Linked DNA regions of Oncorhynchus kisutch: region 1 is linked to region 2. Evidence: chromatin contacts called from public Hi-C data. All regions are on one chromosome and are shown on one strand. The core of a region is the stretch at or near the end of the contact, and the rest is flanking DNA. Distances in the headings are between cores, read along the strand shown. Region 1 holds the start of LOC109864824 (alpha-1,3-mannosyl-glycoprotein 4-beta-N-acetylglucosaminyltransferase B). Region 2 holds the start of LOC109864822 (calnexin-like).

Region 1 (6,623 bases), core at 2,090-4,589, 180 kb after region 2:
AAAGGATCAATCCAAAGTTCCATTGCTCTCAGAATCACCAGTCTTCTTTGTGTACTGAAGCGTGGACAAAGACAAGTATGAATATCCACAGAGCACACATTATGGGTGTACTACAGCTTGGAAAACGACACTGACTAGCGAGCTACCTGATAAGACCAGTCTCTGTTTTCTACAACATTCTGTTTGGAGACCACATTAGAATAGCCTATACAAAACCACAACAAAAGCTCAATCAAAAGTGAAACAGAGCATGAGAGAGCAAAAAAAAGGTCTAGCAGGCAGCGAGCATTTGTCCCTACACACCACACCACAATTAAGGTTAGAATTAGTGTTAGGATTAGAATTAAGTTAAGGGTTAGGAGCTAGGGTTGGTTTTAGGGTTAAGGTATGGGTTAGGGGAAATAGGATTTTGAATGGGACTGAATTGTGTGTCCCCACAAGGTTAGTTGTACAAGACTGTGTGTTTGTGTGGTGGCCTATCAGTGACAAACCAACTTTCACATCTCCCAAGAGTCATCGTGCTCCAGGGAATTCCGTAGGCCAAGTCGCATCAGAGAGAAAGTCACTTTGAGGAACTAAACAGAGAATTAGTGTTTCAAAAAGAAAAAGCTTAAGATAAAGGTCTGTTCACGAGAATTCAGATGTACTGAATTAGTTTAGGGTTGTATATAGAGAAACCTGTGGCTTCATGTTCAGTCATTCTTCCACCCATTACATAATTTGTTCACTTACTCACTGACCTGCATTTGTGTATCAATAATTGTAATCAATAATAATTTCTTATTCAATCCAGTCATTCATTCCTGGGAAACATTGACTTATCTGACACTGTTGATATTAAATTGATATCTGACGAGTGGCAAGGTTCAGTGCAGTGTTAATCAGCAAGCACAGATAGATTGAAACAGCCCTCAGCGAAATAAATGTATCAAACAAGCTTCTGAAATCATGTTTAGCTGTTTGCTTGACTGAATTAATTTGCCCAAGTGCTGTCTGGCTCGGAGGAGCGCATCGAGACACTTACTGACACACACAGCGGTGCAATCTCTCCCTGTTTCGCTCCCAAGTTAATTGCCATCCAGGAGTCAATTTCAGTCACATACCCCAGTCAACAACACATGACTGTAGACAGGATGCACGAGACATAAATATGGCCTTCCACAGGAAAACATGGTGATAATGAGGAGCATGATATCTTGACAGGAAACATGGGGGGAGGCAGAGAGGAAGGGAGGAGACGCAGTTTCTCCACAATTAACTCAGAATATAAGGCATGTTAACAGTCTTAATAAGCTACACTGCACACACAACCTTCCCACTCCTTGCCTGCCCCTTGTGATCGAAGAGTTGTTGGGGAAGGTATGTCATTATTTTGATATGACACAGGGAATTTGTTTGAGTTGATTGATTTCAGAATGCATCTTTCATCACATTATAGTCTATGCTTCACTCTCTGTGCCCAACATATCCTCTCTGTAGCACAACCTAAACATAGCAATCAGGAAAGTGTAAAGACCCCCAGGATCAATTATCTAACTGTTATATTAGGACTGCTATTATTAGATAATGAACTTGCATCCAGCTCAAGCTCTGGTGTAAACACAGTGCAGGTGCACTTCCACGATGGTGCTAATGTTGTGTTAGCTCCCGAGAAGCATCATCTCAAGCTTTTTAAAGGGTTGATTCCATTGGAGGGAAACCAACTAGAAATAGACATGAGTCATTACCCTATCAGGTTTCTCTGAAATGTTGCACCAACGTCCAGGGAATTTTGCCACCGCACTATAACAGGGAGAAACGGCTGGATTTCAGATCTATCGTACTAATCTTATGGGAATTGGCCTCGTGACATGTTTTCTTTTTTTCTTCAACATTTTTACAAGACATTTTTCATCATTACAAAAACAGATAATCATGACATCATGCATTAAAGTTCCCAACAACATTGTGAGAGACAGTGGCTTTCACGTCCCTATTTAGTTGAACAGCCTTTATCAAGGTACTTCTATGCAGAGTTCGATGACTAATAATCGCTGAAGAGGAATGCATACATAGTTGTGATTTGGTTTGTTATAGCCTCTCAGTGTAGAGAACATTTGGCAGGGACCAAAGGGGAGTGTAAGGCTGTCAAAGCCATAGGGGGTCCATAAAAGACATGTGTGTGAACTGTCAATAACTATAACAGCCAGCACTTTGAGGGAAGTATCAACCTAGGAAGGGCAGGTCCCCTTGCACAACAACTTCAAAGCCCACAAAGCTCTATAAAATGTACAAACAAAGGGAAAAAAATCCATCCATGCATGCACAATCCACAGCCACCTTGCAGGTTGCAGAGGTAGAATTTTGCAAGTTCAACCACCAGTCAATTCGATTCCAGAACGTTAGATGCTGAAGTGGCCGAATGTTGCAAACGTCTGCAGGGAGAACCCTTTCTAAAAGCCAGAGCTACACAGAAACATTGGATCAGCATGAATAATCTACAGCTACTTTGTTTCAATCTTGATGCCTGAGATGCGCGCTTTGCACAATCGGATTCATAATGTCAACGCTGTGTTTATACAGTGGGAAATATACCAGATATCACTCTGCAAGCGCAGGCTGATGAATATAAAAACGCTCGTCCTGGGGGCCTTTAGAATTATGTATTTATCAACATAACCTGCTCAATGTAAGCAAAAGCTGCAGGGAAAATGCGTGACAAAGGTAGAGGGTCTGACCGTACCACCCGGTGAAAACTCTATCCTATTCTTCACGGTCGAAGGATAACAACATGCCAATATCACACACCAACACCAGCAGCTTATTTCCAAACACACAAACGCAAGTGAACGCTACACGATATCAGACCGATATTTTGTGTAGGCTCGGGTCTCTGATAGCAGACGCCTCAACCCACCCCCGCCGCGTGGTGCGTTATAGCGGCTACCTTACCTTTGGAATTGCTGAATGCCGTGTACCAGGAGAGCGAAATGAGTCCGCATAGACCAAACAATACGACCGTTAGGAAGGTGCCATTTCGGAGCCTCATCTCCGGATCCCCGGGCTCATGTCCGAACCGAGTGCGGGGTATCTGGGCTCTCTCTGCTCGTTTGCGGTGCTTCCAGGAGATAAATGCCTCTTTACGCCTGGCATTCGGAGCGGAGGACTGGGTTTGTTATTGCGCGGCGCTCTGCTCTCCGGTAGACTACTCAGTCGCACAAGCATGCAATGCTCACCAGGAAGGGTTGCCAGAAAAGGGGGGGGATATTTTTTCTCTCTCTCCTCGAGTCAGAGCGGAGTGGTTAAAGAGATACCATACAGTGTTGCAAGTACAGTGTTGCAAGTGGGCGTTGGGAAATGTGAAAGGCAGCAGCTCCAGGTTGATGTTCATGTTCCGCTCATTTAATTTAATGACGTAGGCGTAAGTGCCCGAGGTAGCTTACAAGTGCTTCTTCATCCATTCGGATACTGAGCCTGACATGCAAGTGGATCGCAAGTGCAGCACCAAGAGGCAAGAATGAAATAGCCTCACTTGGTTGAAACATTTGACAGTGCTTTAAATTTTATTTTACTTCTGCTATAACGTGGAAAGGCAAACCATGTGCCCAAATCCATATGGGTTATTTAGCCTACCTAGAAGCGGGCTGTCAATTAAACACCTTTTCGTTGAATAATAAACCTAATTCAAATTTGGGGTCCGAATGAGCAGTGCATTTCTCTCCACATCTGGCCGGAACACACATGTTTTATAGGCTGCACTAATTAGCCAAATTAACAAACCATTGCGCAAACTGTTTACAGATGTCAGTCGCTCTGCAAACAAGCTGCAAACATACTCACTACTACTGTCGAATTGAAAAACAATAAACAGGTAGTCTGTTTTTTACTTAAAGAAAACATATTTTTCAAACTATTTTTTACTTAACTAGGCAAGTCAGATACGAACAAATTCTTATTTTCAATGACAGACTAGAAACAGTGGGTTTAACTTCCTTGTTCAGGGGCAGAACGCCAGATGTTTACCTTGTCAGCTTTCGGTCCAACGCTCTAACCGCTAGGCTACCTGCCGCCCCTATCCAACAAGACACTTTCTTGTCAGTCAACTTTTTTTTGTTTTGATAAATGTGCCATAAAATTAATCATAATACAGGAATAATGTCAGCAAGTGAAATTATATCCATAGAGGTTATTCCAATGAAAATGGCCCCGTGTGGCTCAGTTGGTAGAGCGTGGAGTTTGCAACACCAATGTTGTGGTTGAGATTAACCCAGGGGACCAGTACGGAAAATGTATGCACTAACTACTACGTACTGTAAATCGCTCTGGATAAGAGGGTCTCCTAAATTTAAAAAATGTAAGTGACAGACAATACCATTTTTAACATAAATAATTTGCCAGGAAAAGAAGGCAAAACTACAACAAGATGTGCAGGAACTTCTCAGGAATATCTTCAAATTTTAATAGGTCCCTGCCTTGCACCATGTAGTAGACTAGGCACATGGTTCGTGGAGAAATGCTATCACCTAGCGGTGAAAGAAAAACTTTACACGTGGCTCATTTACTACTTTACGTACGTCTTGGTTTTGACTAGACGGATTACATTTTTTGTCTGATTTGACTTTTCGTAGCAGCAGGGTTGGAGAATTTACACAGAATGTTAGAATAATTAACGTAGCAGGTTAGGAGAATCCCTTATAGCCATGACCTTGCGCCTTTTCCCTACCATTATTGCTAAAGTGACAATTACTCATCAAGATAACCATGGGATAACCTTAAATTAGCCTATGAACATGGTCATTCAAATTGTATGGCAACAATGATAGATTAATTGGACACAGAGTAACAACAATAATTTATAAAAGCACAACAAAAAAATAATAATAATCCAGGGATTTGACTGTTGAGATCCACGAATTATTATGACAACATAGTAATACACCCACAAACAAATTTGATCTAGTTTATAAAAAACATCTGTTTCTAGAAACATCGTGCGCGTTCTACGGATTACCAAACTCGCCGGGGGAAAAAATATACTGTTTGATAAAGCGGTCATGGGGCCTATGCGTCAGAATCAGGTGACGGAGCACCACTAAGAGGCAGTAAAGCAGGACGAAAAGTAACGCTATTTCACACAGCTTTCATCAGACGCTTCACGTTGGTTGCATATTTTCTGATTGAGTTTGCATCGAACATTGCCTAATGCACTGTATGACTTCGAAGGTGTAATGATCAAATTTAATAATTTTCGTACAGGCTAGGCTACTGCACAATAATGAATAACAAACGAATACAATTGTGTGTAACCGAGATGATTTTGGTATATATATTGAAATTGATTTTGGTAGATATATTGAATTTAATTTTGGTAGATACAGTACCAGTCAAAAGTTTGGACACACCTACTCATTCAAGGGTTTTTCTTCATTTTTACTATTTTCTAAATTGTAAAATAATAGTGAAGACATAATAGTGAAGACAAAAGTATGAAATAACACATATGGAATCGTGTAGTAACCCAAAAAAAGTGTTAAACAAATCAAAAATATTTGAGATTTTAGAGTCTTCAAAGTAGCCACTGTTTGCCTTGATGACATCTTTGCACTCTCCTGGCATTCTCTCAACCAGCTTCACCTGGAAAGCTTTTCCAACAGTCTTGAAGGAGTTCCCACATATGCTGAGCACTTGTTGGCTGTTTTTGCTTCACTCTGTGGTCAACTCATCTCAAACCATCTCAATTGGATTGAGGTCGGGTGATTGTGGAGGCCAGGTCATCTGATGCAGCACTCTCCTTGGTCAAATAGCTCTTATACAGCCTGAAGGTGTGTTGGGTCATTGTCCTATTGAAAAACAAATGATAGTCCCACTAAGAGCAAACCAGATTATGGTTAAGGGTGCCTTGAATTCTAAATAAAGCACTGGCAGTGCCACCAGCAAAGCACCACCACACCTCCATGCTTCATGGTGGGAACAACACATGCGGAGATCATCCGTTCACCTACTATACGTCTCACAAAGACATGGCCCAAGCAAGTCTTTTCTTCTTATTGGTGTCCTTAATTAGTGTTTTTTTTTGCAGCAGCAATTCGACCATGAATGCCTGATTCACTCCGTCTACTCTGAATAGTTGATGTTGAGATGTGTCTGTTACTTGAACTCTGTGAAGCATTTATTTGGGCTGCAATTTCTGAGGCTGGTAACTCTAATGAACTTAACCTCTGCAGCAGCGGTAACTCTGGCTCTTACTTTCCTGTTGCAGAACTCGTGAGAGCCAGTTTCATCATACCGCTTGATGGTTTTGCGCGACCGCACTTGAAGAAGCTTTCAAAGTTGTTGAAATTTTCCGGATTGACTGACCTTCATGTCTTAAAGTAATGATGGACTGTTGTTTGTCTTTGCTTATTTGAACTGTTCTTGCAATAATGTGGACTTGGTATTTTACCAAATAGGGCTATCCTTTATATACCACCCCTACTCTGTCACAACACAACTGATGGGCCCAAACGCATTAAGAAGGAAAGAAAATCCACAAATGAACTTTTAACAAGGCACACCTGTTTATTGAAATGCATTCCAGGTGACTACCTCATGAAGCTGGTTGAGAGAATGCCAAGAGTGTGCAAAGCTGTCATCAAGACAAAGGG
Region 2 (6,373 bases), core at 2,599-5,098:
AGGCTTCAAACATAAAGATATAAAACTGTATTTTTTTGTGAAGAATCAACAACAAGTGGGACACAATCATGAAGTGGAACGACATTTATTGGATATTTCAAACTTTTTTAACAAATCAAAAACTGAAAAATTGGAGGTGCAAAATTATTCAGCCCCTTTACTTTCAGTGCAGCAAACTCTCTCCAGAAGTTCAGTGAGGATCTCTGAATGATCCAATGTTGACCTAAATGACTAATGATGATAAATACAATCAAGTCTCCGTATAAATGCACCTGCACTGTGATAGTCTCAGAGGTCCGTTAAAAGCGCAGAGAGCATCATGAAGACCAAGGAACACACCAGGCAGGTCCGAGATACTGTTGTGAAGAAGTTTAAAGCCGGATTTGGATACAAAAAGATTTCCCAAGCTTTAAACATCCCAAGGAGCACTGTGCAAGCGATAATATTGAAATGGAAGGAGTATCAGACCACTGCAAATCTACCAAGACCTGGCCGTCCCTCTAAACTTTCAGCTCATACAAGGAGAAGACTGATCAGAGATGCAGCCAAGAGGCCCATGATCACTCTGGATGAACTGCAGAGATCTACAGCTGAGGTGGGAGACTGTCCATAGGACAACAATCAGTCGTATATTGCACAAATCTGGCCTTTATGGAAGAGTGGCAAGAAGAAAGCCATTTCTTAAAGATATCCATAAAAAGTGTCGTTTAAAGTTTGCCACAAGCCACCTGGGAGACACCGAACATGTGGAAGAAGGTGCTCTGGTCAGATGAAACCAAAATTGAACTTTGGCAACAATGCAAAACGTTATGTTTGGCGTAAAAGCAACACAGCTCATCACCCTGAACACACCATCCCCACTGTCAAACATGGTGGTGGCAGCATCATGGTTTGGGCCTGCTTTTCTTCAGCAGGGACAGGGAAGATGGTTAAAATTGATGGGAAGATGGATGGAGCCAAATACAGGACCATTCTGGAAGAAAACCTGATGGAGTCTGCAAAAGACCTGAGACTGGGATGGTGATTTGTCTTCCAACAAGACAATGATCCAAAACATAAAGCAAAATCTACAATGGAATGGTTCAAAAATAAACATATCCAGGTGTTAGAATGGCCAAGTCAAAGTCCAGACCTGAATCCAATCGAGAATCTGTGGAAAGAACTGAAAACTGCTGTTCACAAATGCTCTCCATCCAACCTCACTGAGCTCGAGCTGTTTTGCAAGGAGGAATGGGAAAACATTTCAGTCTCTCGATGTGCAAAACTGATAGACATACCCCAAGCGACTTACAGCTGTAATCGCAGCAAAAGGTGGCGCTACAAAGTATTAACTTTAGGGGGCTGAATAATTTTGCACGCCCAATTTTTCAGTTTTTTATTTGTTTAAAAAGTTTGAAATATCCAATAAATGTCGTTCCACTTCATGATTGTGTCCCACTTGTTGTTGATTCTTCACAAAAAAATGCAGTTTTATATCTTTATGTTTGAAGCCTGAAATGTGGCAAAAGGTCGCAAAGTTCAAGGGGGCCGAATACTTTCGCAAGGCACTGTAGGAGGGGAGGTGACTGTAGACTAATCAATCAGTGCTCAAGCAACACAGCAAAGAGTGTTATCTGTCAGGCAGTCTTCTGAATTCATTCCATCCAGTTCACGCTGTACAGTGCTGTCTTCTAATGCTGAGGTCATATGGTTCTCTCAGTGTATACCATCTAAGTAGGAGACATCAAGGTGCAAGATGTCGAACTGTGCTTTCACAGAGTGTCCTCTCATGGATAAGAAACATGCAGCATCTGATACTGGAAAGCCAACTCTGTGCTGTGAAGCCCTGTCTAGGTCATACTGTAGGGATCTGGGAAGGGGTGCGCACTGGGTTGAAGCAGATAAGATAAGGACCCAAAGGCACCCCCCCCATGTGCCTTTCGGGGCCTTGACCATCTCAAAAAAGATAATGCAAGATGTAAGAAGATTATGTAAAAGCTAATATTATATTTTAAAGCATGTGTATCAGTCTATTGTTCCATTCAACGTTAGTTACTAAATTGTCAACAAGAGTGGATTTAAAATGCAATTATCTTCTTAAAGTCCAATCTTAAAACATAACAGATCTGTTTTAAATATTACCCACCAGAGAACTGAGAAGTTACTATTTAACAAGGTATAACAACAAATGTCCAACTTCCTACGCACATTCAGATAATTGATTTATATAGAATATCAATTACATTTCTCACAATAGCTAACCATTTAATAAGACACACCAATTCTAGCTTTGGGAAACATCGGGAGTCTGTATTGGTTGGACACCCTGAGTTCTGCATCCTTCTGGTGGGTGGCGACGGAAAATAACCACCTCACAATATAGCCACCCCCCAAAAACATTTCCTGTCAATAAAGGCATACGTAAAATCTCTAGGAACTCGATTTACCAGAAATAAAGTGAAGTGTCCCTCGCTATCAAATAAGCGCCCGAATCCAATTGTTCTCCGCACTGAACCATATTCCTGCAATTAGACCAAGCACTACAAACACAGGAGGAATATGGTGCAGTTCAGACATTTATTTCATAGCGAGGTTAACATTTCAATTTACATCTGGTAAGTCGAGTTCCTAGAAATTATACATGTGCCTTGGTGGCAGAAAATAAATTGGGGGAGGGGTGAAGCTGGCAATGTTGTGATATGGTTATTTTCGGTCACCAGATCTATGCACAACTCAGGGAGTCCAACCAATACAAGACTTCTGATGTGTCCCAAAGCTAACCAATTCCGTTAGATAAGCAAACTGTAAAAGCCACATTTCCAAGAGGGCGCTGTATGACCTCTATCTAGCCGTTGCACTTTCTGGTTTCATTCAGTGGCGGAAGTGGGTTTGTAAAACTGGTCAGACTTCTAAGTGCTTTGCCAGTAATACCCGTTTCCATGGTAGAACAGGGGTAACAAGGTTTTCCTATAAAACACGTAGCAATTCCTACAAGCAGGCTTCATGTAGCTCCTAAGGGAAATTATTTAACATATAATATCTGTAGCTAGCTATAGTACTCATCTTGATAACCCCCTTTTGAAGGGAGTATGGTAATGTTACCCACTATATCCAACACAGGAAACCCGATTACAATTACCACACGAAAAAGGACATAACTACATAGTTAGGGCAGAATGCTTATCATGAGTCCATGCATTTACTTGTGTACGATATTTAAATAGCCATATTGGTTTCGCACCATGACAGACACTGCTGCATCATCACCACATTTTTTCCCCCTGATTTTTAGTGTTAGTCAACTACAATATAGTTTGTGAAAATGTCGGAACGTTATTGTAACAAATAGATAAGTCATTTTCCTTACTTTTAACTCGAGGCTGGTATCGCTTGCTATCCACGTTCGATGCCTCCCATGTAGGCAAGTTTGGTAACGTTAGCCTGTCCAACTTGTCTTACACAAAATGTCGGCAAAATGAACACACGGGCAAAGTGTGCAACTGACGGTGTTACATGACAATAAACGGAATAATTACATTAATTTGTTATCTTAATTGCTAACTAGGCTAAATTAGCTTGCTAGCTGGCCGTCAGCTAGCCAGTCTATGCTAAGACCACGCATGGGTTCTTGATCTTATTCAGTATTGCAATTAAACGATACTGGCCTGTATGCAAACAGCTGAACATCCTATGTCAATTTAGACTGACATTATAATTTAGCGACTTATGTTTGTAAGAAGTGATATTTGTTCGTCATTACTTACCTCCTGATTCCGATGTGACCACTTGGAACTACAGCCGGATCACGTGTGGCTTTGGGGCATGCATACTGGATTAGTAGCTCCACCTTCTCCACTTGCTGATTGGTTGCCAACTTGAAAACGCTGATATTTTCCGGGAATTATAGGAATTTGATTGCTTGTACTACACGCTCATCACAATGAATGGTCTCCGCCCCCAATCTCAACCTCGTGGACGGCGATGATTTGTCCAGCTCTAAGAGGAAATGCATGCCGATTGGTTATAGTCAGACAAGGCTCAAATATAAATTTGCAGCAGCGAAAATGATTGATGATTGTTGTAGTTTATGATCAATTAATGATTTATGTACTTTGTGAAGTTCGAATAAAATAGTAAAACTCTTTGCATATTAATTTATCACCTAAAGCGCCAATGTGATCATTCTGAATGTGAGGTTTATTGAATATGGTGTAGGCTTATTCAATAATGTACAATATAATTACATCCCTGTTGATAGATGCATTCATTTGGATACAGTTCTTTTTTTCTGATCATAAACAACAACAAATGCTAATTGCATGCCCCCATCCTGGTCAAATTTGGGGGTGTTTGAACCCCATAATAATGGACTGGATTTATGTAGTGCTTTTACATGTGCTCAAAGCACTTTATGTTGTATGGATGATCATGTTTGAAAATGAATGCTGTGTTCTATACATCCTGTTTTCTGAAGTACCCTGACTGTATGCTGCTAAATGAAAATATCAAATAGCCTACCCTACAATATTATCACAAAACCTTATGGCCTAGAGATGCATTCAATCCGACCTGCGGAAGGAACTATAGCTCAATGGACATTTCTAAAAGTAATTTCCGATTGAGCCGACATAGTTTATGCAGCGTTTACAGTAAATGTGGACATTGCCTTTCAAAGTTGAATAGCAGAAAACGGGCACTCCAAATCTATCTAGCCCAATGTCATAGCTACACATAGGCTCACTTGCATTCTACCGAGCACCAAAGCCTATGGTGTCAAAATATCAATGGGACTTTGCAGTCACATGGTCCATTAATGAAATATGCAAGGAATGTGACCCATGTACATGTGATTTGGTACCACAAAAGTAGCGTAGCCTACCTTTCACAAAAGCAGACTAATTCACACGAGATTACTCAGATTTTTATTGAATTGACCAGAGCAAATAACTTGAAACAAAAACAAACCCATGTCAATTGAAATTCCGTCTTTATTACAATTCACAGAATGGATAGATAACATCATTAAATATAGTTTATCTAAATTATACAAAATACAACATATAATAGCAATGCATTCCAGTGCACCTTACAAGAAAAGAAAACTCTTTCTCCTTCTTAGCTCATTGGGTACAGTTCAGATTTTTCTATCCATAGCCCTACATTGACTTAATGCACCCACGCACCTGCTACTGTATAGTGGCCATACCGATAGCAACGAAGGGGCTCCTAAAACAGCTTGTTTACTGGAGTGCACACCCCAATAAATGGAAAACAAGTTTAGGTCAGTTGTTGCTGAGAAACTGTGTTTAACATTGAGCAGAATCAGAATCAATGTTGCATTCTGTATTCGATAGAAAAGCGGCCTTGCTTCTGAGTTAAGTCCCCAAGTTGAATTTCTCTGTCAGTACACTTGTATTGGCTGAAATCCCATACTCCTGTTCTGTGCCGACAACTCTTTAGATTTCGGTCAAGGGCTTTCAATGGTTTTTCGGTTGGGCTCTGATAAAGGAATGTGTTTTAGATCCAAGTATGCAAAAGCAAATGAATGTGTCCCTTTAACTGCAAAATACTTTGCAAAATACGTGCTTCTCCACCTGCATTGCTTGCTGTTTGGGGTTTTAGGCTGGGTTTCTGTACAGCACTTTGAGATATCAGCTGATGTACGAAGGGCTATATAAATACATTTGATTTGATTTGATTTGATCTAGCAATACATAGAACTTGAGTTTGGCCCTTGCCGTCACAGAGCCTGTTTGGAAGATGTATAAGTCTGGTGTCAGGACAATTACTGTACTTTAATAAATTCCACCATCAATTCATTATAGTAGTAGTGCAGAACATGTGGAATGAGAGGGGTTGTCATATATTGGACAGTTTCACTCTCTCATGAGACCTCACTTGAGGGGAAGAGAGGGGTCCTTCCTAGACTTCTTCATGGTCATTATGAGAAACATAGATTCTACTGAGAAGTAAAGATGATTCTTCATGCATTGATTAGAGCTACATATTTCTCTTACATCTGACTAGTCCAGACAATTACTCCACGTGTGTATCTGATATGTGGCTCCTTGGATTACAACTAACCTTGTGTATCTGATATGTGGCAGACATAGAAAATCCAACAGATATGTTTCCTGTAAATCAGATATGTTTCCTGTATTATGGAGGCCGCTGTCTTTTCCAGTTCCCTAGCTAATGCAATTGAGTAGCTTGTGTCTGGCCTTGCCTTACATTGATTTATCCCCACAACCTGGTTAACTTCATGTCACATTAAGGCAAATTGATAGGCGGAGAAGGGGAAAAAACAATGTTAGGGAAGATGGTTCATGAAATAAATCTCAAACAGATGTAGGAACCATAATCATAATGTGCCTACATTGACTTCTGGCTTTAG

What was found. Hi-C and Micro-C count contacts between places; a contact is called where the count stands out from the background.
Region 1: a Hi-C map of liver shows a contact between it and region 2, with 9 times the contacts expected there. The contact joins the promoter of LOC109864824 here to the promoter of LOC109864822 in region 2. A contact is called at or near these places in 2 of 2 Hi-C or Micro-C datasets (liver and muscle).

What each region holds. Positions count from the first base shown.
Region 1 is chrLG19:40,509,272-40,515,894 of Okis_V2, forward strand. It overlaps LOC109864824 (alpha-1,3-mannosyl-glycoprotein 4-beta-N-acetylglucosaminyltransferase B), which reads right to left and starts at 3,340. Exons shown (of 15, transcript XM_020452798.2): 1 at 2,932-3,340. The coding sequence starts at 3,028. The region is part of intron 1 of LOC109864825 (sequestosome-1-like); the gene reads left to right.
Region 2 is chrLG19:40,323,874-40,330,246 of Okis_V2, forward strand. LOC109864822 (calnexin-like) reads right to left here and starts at 3,849. Exons shown (of 14, transcript XM_020452797.2): 1 at 3,744-3,849. LOC109864824 (alpha-1,3-mannosyl-glycoprotein 4-beta-N-acetylglucosaminyltransferase B) reads right to left here. Exons shown (of 15, transcript XM_020452798.2): 15 at 4,950-6,373.